2 separate regions of the Sus scrofa genome follow, and region 2 is linked to region 1. The links are chromatin contacts, called in public HiChIP or PLAC-seq maps. All regions are on one chromosome and are shown on one strand. Each heading gives the region's core, a stretch centred on a gene start, on an enhancer-like site or on the middle of the called end of the contact. The rest is flanking DNA. Distances are from core to core; before and after follow the strand shown. Region 1 holds the start of TATDN3 (putative deoxyribonuclease TATDN3). Region 2 has its middle 30 kb from the start of FAM71A.

What was found. HiChIP or PLAC-seq counts read pairs in DNA pulled down with a chosen protein or histone mark.
Region 2: an H3K27ac HiChIP or PLAC-seq map of alveolar macrophages shows a contact between it and region 1. The contact joins the enhancer-like site here to the promoter of TATDN3 in region 1. A contact is called at or near these places in 1 of 5 promoter capture datasets (liver), 23 of 47 Hi-C or Micro-C datasets (alveolar macrophages, blood, embryonic fibroblasts and 11 more) and 2 of 2 datasets of contacts at active chromatin or transcription factors (alveolar macrophages and skeletal muscle).

What each region holds. Positions count from the first base shown.
Region 1 is chr9:130,620,052-130,625,033 of Sscrofa11.1, reverse strand. TATDN3 (putative deoxyribonuclease TATDN3) reads left to right here and starts at 2,650. Exons shown (of 13, transcript XR_002336028.1): 1 at 2,650-2,790; 2 at 4,690-4,722. NSL1 (kinetochore-associated protein NSL1 homolog) reads right to left here. Exons shown (of 8, transcript XM_021063971.1): 2 at 3,271-3,292; 3 at 2,445-2,908.
Region 2 is chr9:130,735,293-130,740,182 of Sscrofa11.1, reverse strand. No RefSeq gene overlaps it. Among named protein-coding and RNA genes, the nearest start is that of FAM71A, 30 kb to the left of the region's middle. Within about 2 kb of position 1,297, at least 43 of the 83 cell types and tissues checked have an H3K27ac peak or open chromatin away from gene starts, as enhancers often do. A contact at or near this core is called in alveolar macrophages, fetal liver, liver and 5 more, where this site is marked.

The DNA.
Region 1 (4,982 bases), core at 1,401-3,900:
ATTGATTCTAGCCACATTTCAGTTCTTGATAGCCAATTTCCTACCTATGAAAAAATGTGATGCAAAATTTTAGAATACTGTCATAAACAAATTTGCTTCTTAAATGAAGGAAAAAAAGCTAACAACAAATCTGGGTTCAGGTGAATCTCAAGGATATAAATAACACATATGTTCCTGAATGAGTGTCATTGTTAACAAGAGAGAAAATACACATGCTTAAAATTAAATTCCACTTTACAAAGGACTGTATTTTTTGAGGTGTACCCTGAAGTATGTAGGTAGGGATGAAATGACATGAGATGTGAGATTTGCTTTAAAATCAAAAGTGTAAAGTATTTTTGATAACTTAAATTTGGTGATGAATATATGGGTGTTCACTGCGCTAGTCTATTTTTTGTAAGGTTAAAAATGTTCATAATAAAAAAATAAAGAACTAAAGGAATTAAAATTTAAAAAAATAAAGAACTAAAGGAATTCGGTGGTACCATCAAAATTTTAATTGCATATTCCATATAACCTAACAATTTCACTTCTATCAGTGTATGCTAAAGGGTTATTCTCATAAAAATATAAAAAGGATAAGCTTAGAATATTTATTTCAGCGCTGTTTGAAATTATGGAATACTGAGGCAGAGGGAACACTCTAAATTCAAGATTAGGAGAATAAACATAACAATATATCCATATCATACAATACTTAAAAGAATAAAATATATCTCTACCATAACACTGTCACATAATAGTCAAATAAATATTTGATTTAAAAATAAAACAGGCTGCTAACAATACAACATCACACCATTAATGTAAAAAACTAACGAACAAAAAATTTAAAAAAAAAGAGAGAGAGAGACAGATGTAAAGCCAAAAAACACAAGGACTATGCCCTCCAAAACAGTAAGTTACTTCCAGGATGCAAGAGGGATAGGGGATAGAAATTCAAAGACTTTTGCTTTATGCTATTTTTTCATAATGACAATATATTTTGTACATTAAATATAATTAAAAATAAGCTTAAATCAAATAACTGCTAATTATAAGTACATATTCTACACTTTTAAAACTTTAAAATAAAATCTTTACTTGATATATAGGCTTTGAAGAATTACCCAAGGATATAAATTATCTTTGTAATATTCATTGCACAATTGTATCAATATTATTTAAGAATGTGTTACTATACCATGTGGTTTTAGAGAAATATGTCTACATAATTAAAACCTCCACTTTCATCTGCTCTCGATTAAAATAAAACGCAAGTGAACTCCCTTGGCAGTTTGTCTCCACACTTTTTATCTTCTAATTCACTTTATCATCCATTAAAGGTATAAAAGGTTAAGCCAAGTTCCTCTTTTTCTGAAAGGTAATTAATCATATTTTCTAAGTACCTTAGCACTTCCTAGAAAGGGGTAAATTCTAAGATCATTACACAACAAAACAGTCTTCTCCCAAAAAACTACTAAAAACGTCCTCAGATAAGTCTCTTTTCTTCCCTTACTTGCAAAGAGGGAAAGATACAACAGCCACTGTATACAATACTGGGTTAGAGAATCATAATCCAGGGAGTGTTCCGTCCTTCTTCCACTGAACCTTAATTTTGTTTGCATTATGGTCATTTACACACAAAAAGGTACTACATTATAAGCATTTTAACTTTTTTTTCCTGCATAAAAGTAGACTGTGTGCTTCCTTTCAACAAGCAGCAATCCCCCAATTTGTTGTCTTTCCCCAAAACACTTTTTTCAGGGCTTTGCAGAATATTTGAGAAAGGAAGGAGAAATGTATTATAAGGGCCAGTGTGTGATCTTGGTGAAGTTTATAATCAAGACAGCTTCCTTATCTACTTTAGACTTACAGGGAAATTATTTTCACTCTCTTTTCAAGATGTTCTAAAACAAGCAAAAGGAAAGACCAAAAGCTGGTGATTGACTGACTTTCAGAATTACCCTTCCCTGGAGAATTTCTCAGTCTCTGTCTGCACTCCAATAGCGAAGCAACTAAACACTGCCTGTCTGTTGAGGCCTTAAAATATGGCTAGTCAGGAAGGAGATGAGCTGTTAAGATCCCAGATTTGAAAAGCTTCGTATGAACAAAAGAATGTAAAATATCTTGTTCATTTTTTAACTATTACAAGTTAAAAGTCTATCTTGGATATATTAGGTTAAATAAATATTATTAAAATTAATTTCACCTATTTTTTTCTTTCTTTTAATTTCAAATTACATACGTGGCTCGCCTTGTATTTTTCTGCGGGACAGCACTAGCCCAAGTAACTAACAAGTAACTAACAATACTCAGCGGCCTCTCAGCATCTGTTTCGCTCCCCCGCGTTTCTCCTGGTGCTTCTATCCAAAGGTGGGGCACCGTTAACTCGGCCTGACCGTTTCTGCCTGGGGTGTGGAAAAACGGAGTGATAAGACAAGAGACGGCTAAGAGGCCCGTACCCACTGCGCATCTCGCAGCACGGGCTCGCGAATCTCCTCTGGCAGCGCGTCCCCGAGTTTTTGCACGAAGCTGCCGCACAGTTCTAGCATTTCCATCACCGCCCGCTTCGAGGTGCAGCGCACCCGGAAGTCTTTTCGGGAAGCGGCAGGGACCAACGTCCTCTCGTCGGTCCTGGCCACTCTCTCCACGTCCCGCAGAGGAGAAGGAGCCCTCTCCATGTTTCCAGCTTGAACTATGGGCGGGAACTCTGAGGGCGGAAGTGCGGGTTTCCAGGGAGGAAGGAGCACGCGTCCGGCCGGAAACTCGTTCCGCCCGGGCAGCAGCGTTCCGGCTGAGGCCCCGCGGGCGAGTCGAGGGAGTCCTTGGCTGCGGTGATGGGGTCGGTGGGCGTAGGGCTGGTGGACTGTCACTGTCACCTCTCCGCCCCGGATTTTGACCACGTATGTGAGGGCGAGGTTTGGCCCTTGGGAGCGGGGAGGACCCCGTTCTTTCTCTTCGGGTTATCCCCCAGTCTTTCCAGGCCCCTATCTATGGTCCCATGCGATTTGCTCCTTAACTCTGTATTTAATCTCAGTCACACCGATTTTTCTTTCTTACCCTAAAAAGCCATAATCTCTTCTTGGCACCGATTTGCTGTTTCGGGCCACTGGAGTCCTTCCTACCTACCCAGCCTTTGCCCAGCTGTTTAACCTCTCAGCTCCTGGCCGAGAACCCAGTTTCCACAGGACGCATGCTCGCTGCGATACCCTATGTGCTCCAGTTCTAGTGGCAAAAGGAGCAAACAAAAACCAACACACACACATACGTAATTTCAAAGTGTTTTACCCGCCACTTTGGAAACAAGAGGCTGAGAAACGAGAAAAAGATCAGAGTCGCTTTTAGGGGGAAAGCTTCTCAAGAGGGGACAGTGACGTTGGGGCTGGAAAGACTAAGCGGTGTGTGCATGGTGGTGAGGAAAGCAGGCAGGTTGCAGGTTTCTAGACTGGACAGAATTTGGCGCAGTCAAGCTACTGAAAGACTGGGTGGGGCCTGATGAGCTAGACAGAGAGAAGCGAGCATAAAACAAGACTGAAGAGGTTTGCAGGGGATAGGTGAGGTAGGAGTTCGAATTTCATTAGAAGCGCAATAGGGATCCAGTAAAGGGAGTCGTTTATTGGTTTGTTTTTTAAAGAGAGTAACGAGACCTGATACCGTTTGAAAAACCACTTTGCTGAAAGGTCTCGTGTGTCGCAGCTGGAGGCACAATCCGCGACGGCAGCCTGGGTTCCATCCCTGGCCGGGGAACTTCCATATGCTGGGGGTGCGGCCAAAAAACAAAAACAAAACAAACAAAAAAACTGCTTTTCTGATGTGTGGCAAATAGATAAAGGAGAGCAAGAGTGGAAGGTGGAAGACCAGTTTGGAGGCTTTTGCAGTATTTAGACAAAAGATGATGGTGGTTCCAGGGGAAGTTGAGAAAAGCAGATGAGATGGATTCAAGGTATACTTTAAAGGTAGAATCTTTCCTACGTGCTGAGAGGAATTGGATGTGGAGAGGGAGGGGAAAGGAGAACTTGAGGATACTGAAGAGAGATGGTGGGGCTGTTTACTGAGATGGGGAAAACTGAGGTTTGAAGAAAGAATAGTTTTTTGGGGGGAGGGAAAATAGTTAGATTTAGTACTTGCTGAAGCCTAATATCCATCCCAATGAAGATGTCATAGAGTCATTTTAAACTGAATCTTGGGTTCAGGAGAAAATGATAGACTGGAGATAAAAACTGGGGACTCATTAGCATAATGAGCATTGTAATGAGAGCACTTCTGGTGAGTACAGAGAGAGAAGCATAGAGTCCTGAATTTAGAGGAGAGAGAGCCAGTCAAGGAGACTGAAGAGTAGCAGCCAGCTGGAGAGGAGTAATTCTAGAAGCCAAGAGTGGAAAATATTTCAAGAAGGAAGGAAAGGACAAGAAGGAAGGAAAGGACAAGTGAGGAGTTTCTAATGCTGCTGAGGGATAGGGTAGGAAGACAGAGAAAAGTCGTTTTATTTGACAATAACAGTTTCTCTTTTGGTGGAATGGGAACAGAAGTCAGATTTTACTGAGAGAGTAAATGGAATATGGGTCAGCGTAGGCTCTTCATATTCCATCACCCTCTTCCTTGCCATCATTGTCAATCTTTATGGTGCCTCAGCTCCACTGATATACACAGCCAAAGAAGAGTTACTTATTCATCTAAAATGACTGTGATTACTTATGCTTATTTTAGGATCTGGATGATGTGTTGGAGAAAGCCAAGAAAGTAAGCCAATATCTATAACTGCCTTTTTTTTTTCCTACTAATTTTGATCTAAAACACCTTGAAATTTAGATATACTGTGTTGATGTTGCTTCAAAAATAAGTTAATAATAAGCAACATTTATTAAGTATTTACCATGTGCGAAGCACTGAGCTAAGCCTGTGCTATACATCATCTCATTTAATGTTTTACAGCTACCTTCTGAGGAACCTACTATTTTATAACTAACCATTACCCATTTTATATCCTTTAATAACTAAGG
Region 2 (4,890 bases), core at 48-2,547, 120 kb before region 1:
GGGGGAGATGACTCACACTTGGCCCCAAAGCAGGCAGAGCTGGTAAAGAAAGTGGACTCGTGGTGGGAATTTAGACAGGACGGAGGCTGTCAGGGGGCAGGGCCTGAGGCAGGTTCACGGAGCCCACCCTGCCTCAGCAAGCATGCTCAGGTGTCTGAGAGGCAGCATTTTCAGGCCCCAATCACAGTCAGCTGATTCCAGCTGCCTGAGCTCAGCCTTCCAGCATTCTGTGTCCCTCGCAATCATTCAGCCTCTCTGAGAGTCCCTTTCTCCTGATCATTGCCCGCTTCAGAAGACCATGATGGGAGTTCCCGTCGTGCCTCTGTGGAAATGAATCCAACAAGTATCCGTGAGGATGCAGTTTCGATCCCTGGCCACGCTCAGTGGGTTAAGGATCTGGCGTCGCCATGAGCTGTGCTATGAGTCGCATACATAGCTCAGATCTGGTGTGCTGTGGCGTAGGCCAGCGAGCGGCTGCAGCTCTGGTTCAACCCCTAGCCTGGGAACCTCCATATGCCATGGATGTGGCCCTAAAAGATAAGAAATAAAAAAAGACTATAATGCTAATGGAATGCGGTGATGTGTGTGAGCAAAGCACTGCCCAATAGAGCCTATGGAAGAAATGGAGAGAAGACATTCAATTAACATTTGTGGAAAGGAACTATTCCTACTGATGGCTGGATGTTGGGTTTGCAGCTTTTGCCTGGTTAGATTTGGGTTCAATTTCCCCCCATCTCCTCCTTCTCCCATCTGACTTGTGCTTGGGTGGTGGATTAATCACAGCGAACACTAACTGAAGGCCTAGTATATGCTAGATTAGTCCTTCTCAAAGCTCGCCCCCCTCCACTCCCGACAGACTGTAGCAACATCTCCTGAAATGCAAATTAGAAAGGCAAATTCTTGAGCCTCGCCCCAGACGGACTGATTCAGAAACTCCCGGCATGGCCCAGTGACTAGTATTTTAATAAGTCCTCTGGCGACATGAATGCATGCTAAATCCAGTGTGTGCAGTGTTTTACCTGAGCGCCTCACTTAATTCCACAAAAGCCTAAGGAAGCAGGGGTTAAGAGCTCTGATTTACAGAGGAGAAACCAGTTCAGAGACGTTAGTGACTCAGCCCAGATCCCCACCTGGCAAGGAACTCTGGGTCTGCGGGACCCCCTGCACCATTGCCCTTCCCGCCACTGTCAAAACACCTCCCAGAAGTGGGTGTTTTTGTTCCCAGAGGGCTTCCCACGTGGGAGGCAGGAGTGACTGGTAAAGATGGAGTATTTCCCAAGCCTGGCTGAATAGACCTGTTGTGGTGACGGAGGATGACGACACCGTCAATGACGCATTGAGCTCCTACTGCTTGAAGGCATTGTTTTAGAGGTTTTGCAATTTAGCCTCCACCCAGCGTCATTATGGCGCTTTTACAGAGGAGAAAAAACTGAGGCTCAGAGAGGCTCCGGGACAAAAGCTCACAAGGCAAGGGGCAGGGCTCTGGCTCGCCCAGCTGGAAGGATCTTTCCCTCGAATATACTTCCCTCTAGAAGCTACTTCTCCGAGTCAGGCACATCTGGGCCTGGCTTCTCTGCACCCAGGCCCACTGTCCCTCCCAGCTCCCTGCCCAGGAAGACAGCCGGCTGGAACCCACCAGCGCGCGGGTGGCAAGAGCGAGAGACACCTGAGCCAGAGGTGCCCCAGAGGGACCTGGCAGCGGCCACACGATGGCGCTGCGGTTCAGGAGACTGGGGTCCTGCCTGACACCGTCTCCGAGGACCGAAGACCAGGACGCAGGACCTTGGGGGGATGGGACCCATCAGAACAGAGCTGCCCTCGCAAAGGACTCGACCCCGAGGGCGCAGAAAGAGGTCGTTGAGAATGCTCTTCCACTTCCACGGCACCGGGATCCCTCTCCCCTCCGTCCTCCTTCCCGCCTGGGGAACCGAGGCCTCTACAGGGAGCGCAGGACCCCGCGGCTGGCCTGGGACTCCGCAGTGACTCTCAGGCAGCACCCAGGAAAACTGTTTCTCCCTTCCTGGCCCTCCCTTCCTCTTTCCCCCTCAGCTCCTCCCCGGCCCAGCCAGCCTGTCCCAGCCCACTGCTCTCATATATTATAATTTTCAAAAATTGAAATATAGTGGATTTAACAATATTTTATAACATCGTGTTGGTTTCAGGTGCACTGAGTGATTGACTTCTATATATATCTTTTTTCAGAGTATTTTCCATTATAGGTCATTATAAGATATTGAATATGGTCATTATAAGATATTGAATATAGCTTAAATTATAATTTAAGCATGCTCACAATTTGAAGGGTTTTTTGTTTTTGTGTTTTTTAGGGCTGCACCTGCGGCACATGGAGGTTCCCAGGCTAGGGGTCTAATCGGAGCTGTAGCCGCCGGCCTTCGCCAGAGCCACAGCAATGCAGGATCCGAGCCGTGTCTGCGACCTACACCACAGACCACGGCAACGCCCATGGCAACGCCGGATTCTCAACCCACTGAGGGAGGCCAGGGATCGAACCTGCAACTTCACGGTTCCTAGTCGGATTCATTAACCACTGCGCCACGAAGGGAACTCCTGAAGATTTTAACTACTGCAAAACTAAACCCCAAAAATCATCTCCTCACTATAAGGTGTGCTTCTACTTTAAAACTCATCCATTGAATTTCCCTCTTGATATCAAAAATAAGTGCCTTCTGTCACCTCTCATTCCCAAAGTCCTTTCCCATCTTTTAAGAAAAACATGCTTGGTGAGGCGCAATTTTGAGTGCAAGTCCTGGATCTGCTGTTAAAAATCAGGTGACGCCAAACAAGTTTTTTAATCTCCTTGAGACTCATTCTTCTCATCCATAAAATGGGACTAATACTAGTACCCACCTCATAGGTTATTGGGAGAATTACCTATGTACATATCATTAGGAATAGTGCTTGGACACATAGGAAGTGCTCAATACATGTTATTCTTACTCTCTTTTCCTCTGACACACTGTGCCCAGCAGGCCTTTGGCATTCAGGGCAGACAGCCTTGTGCTTTTGGCTGATTTTTCTTATAGGATGTCCCTTGGCCAGAGGGCTGTCTTATCTACCTCTGTGCACAGCGCAGGCCCTCACTTTGTGCCTGGTAATTAGAGTGGGTCATGTTGGTCATAACAAACCACAGCCTCCAGCTACAATTCTGCATCCATCTCATCTTCTCCCGGAGTTGAGTTCTTACCTAGGGCGGCAGGTGCAATTGCTGAGTGCTCCCCTTCTCTGCTGTGGGGTGCTTGGTGCCCAGTTTTGAGGGATGAGAGCCTTTTATTCTCCTCTAGGTTAGGGAGTCCCTCCTGCTCCCTGTGGCTGAGGTGGGGGGGCTGGTCTAGAAGGAGGGGTGGCACTAAAGCTTGTTTTGTTTCCACTTAGGATTGGAGAGACTCTGTATTCTATATAAAGACCTGCTTGGCAGAGAAGAAGCTGGCTCTAGAACTTTGGCTTCTAGAACCTTAGCCAGATCAAGACAGTGTGGCGAGTTCCCGCTGTGGCACAGTGGGTTAAGAACCTGACTGCATTGACTCGGGTTGCTGCAGAGATGTGGGTTCGAGCCATGGCCGGCACAGGGGGTTAAAGGAGCCGGTGTTGCCACAGCAGAGGCATAGGTCTCAGTTACGGCTCGGATTCAGTCCCTGGCCTGGGAATTTCCATATGTCATGGGTGCAGCCATAAAATTAAAAAAAAAAAAAAAAAGAGGTGTGCTGGGCATGACCACGTGGGTTGACAAGTCAGGTTGTAGATGTTTGTTTCTCGCGTTGTTATTATTTATATATTTCCTGACTTCTTCATCTCTAAGAGTCGGATCTTTCTTCAGTCTCTCTGTCTTACACTAACGTGGCAAAAGGCCTTGCTAGCTGTGTGTGATCATTCCATATGCATCGACTGACTGTCTGACAGATTGGCTCTGGGGTCGCGACCAAGCTGGATCTTGAGCAGATCTTTAAAGAATCTGTGATCCAGCTCTTTGGATTCCATTAGAAAGACCCTGGTGAAGCTGTTCGCAGATCACTCCGGGGTCAATAAAATCACACTGTGCAAATGAGAGTCTTGGAAGTGGAGAGTGACTTGGGATGGAAAGAGCTTCTAGTTCATTTGGGAAGCCTTCCGGGTTTGGGGCGGTGTTGGGGTGGGGGGAGCGGGTGAAGCCGTAATTAAAACGGATGCTGTTTGACAAAGTGAGAGGAGGGTGTGGTTTTTAGGCCATAACCACCCCCCCTTTCCTGATTCAGGTCCTCACTTGAGTCACTCCAGAGTTCCCCTGCCAGCCCTGGGAACGTTCCCGTGTGTGATATCTCTCGGGAAGCCTGCTGAGTTTCCTGGAAAACATCATCCAGAGAGTCAGTCCTCCCCTCCTCCTCCCTCCCGTATCTTTCTTAGAAACCCTACCTGTTTGCAGCTGGGAAATGAATGGATTAGAGGTTGAGGATTAAGCAATAACCAAATACTAGTTTTGGGTGCCCTGGTTATTTTCTTGTCAGCGTTCCTTACGGCCATCTACCCTCTGGGCCAGGACACAGTCAAACACATGTGAGTCCAGCCCAGGGCAAGGAAGGCTGGGGGGCTCTTGGGCGATCTGATGTCTTGCTCAGCTGGCAGAGGAGGCTGGCGCAGCCAGTGCACTCAAGTCCTCATCTTCCTCTTTCCCTCTTGGGACTTTGAGAAGGACTCTAAGCCGTGTGTCTCTGATTCATTTGCTATGGACTCATCAAGCTGGTGTTTGGCAGGAGTCCTTGGATGTCTTGGAAAGGCTCTGGGGTTTGGTGTCATTTGGGTTTTGTCATGCGTTTCCTTTGAAATAGGAAGTCTGCTTTTGCCAAGAAGAAAGCACTAGATTTGAGATTGGCTCAGAGCACAAGAAGAAATTAAGAT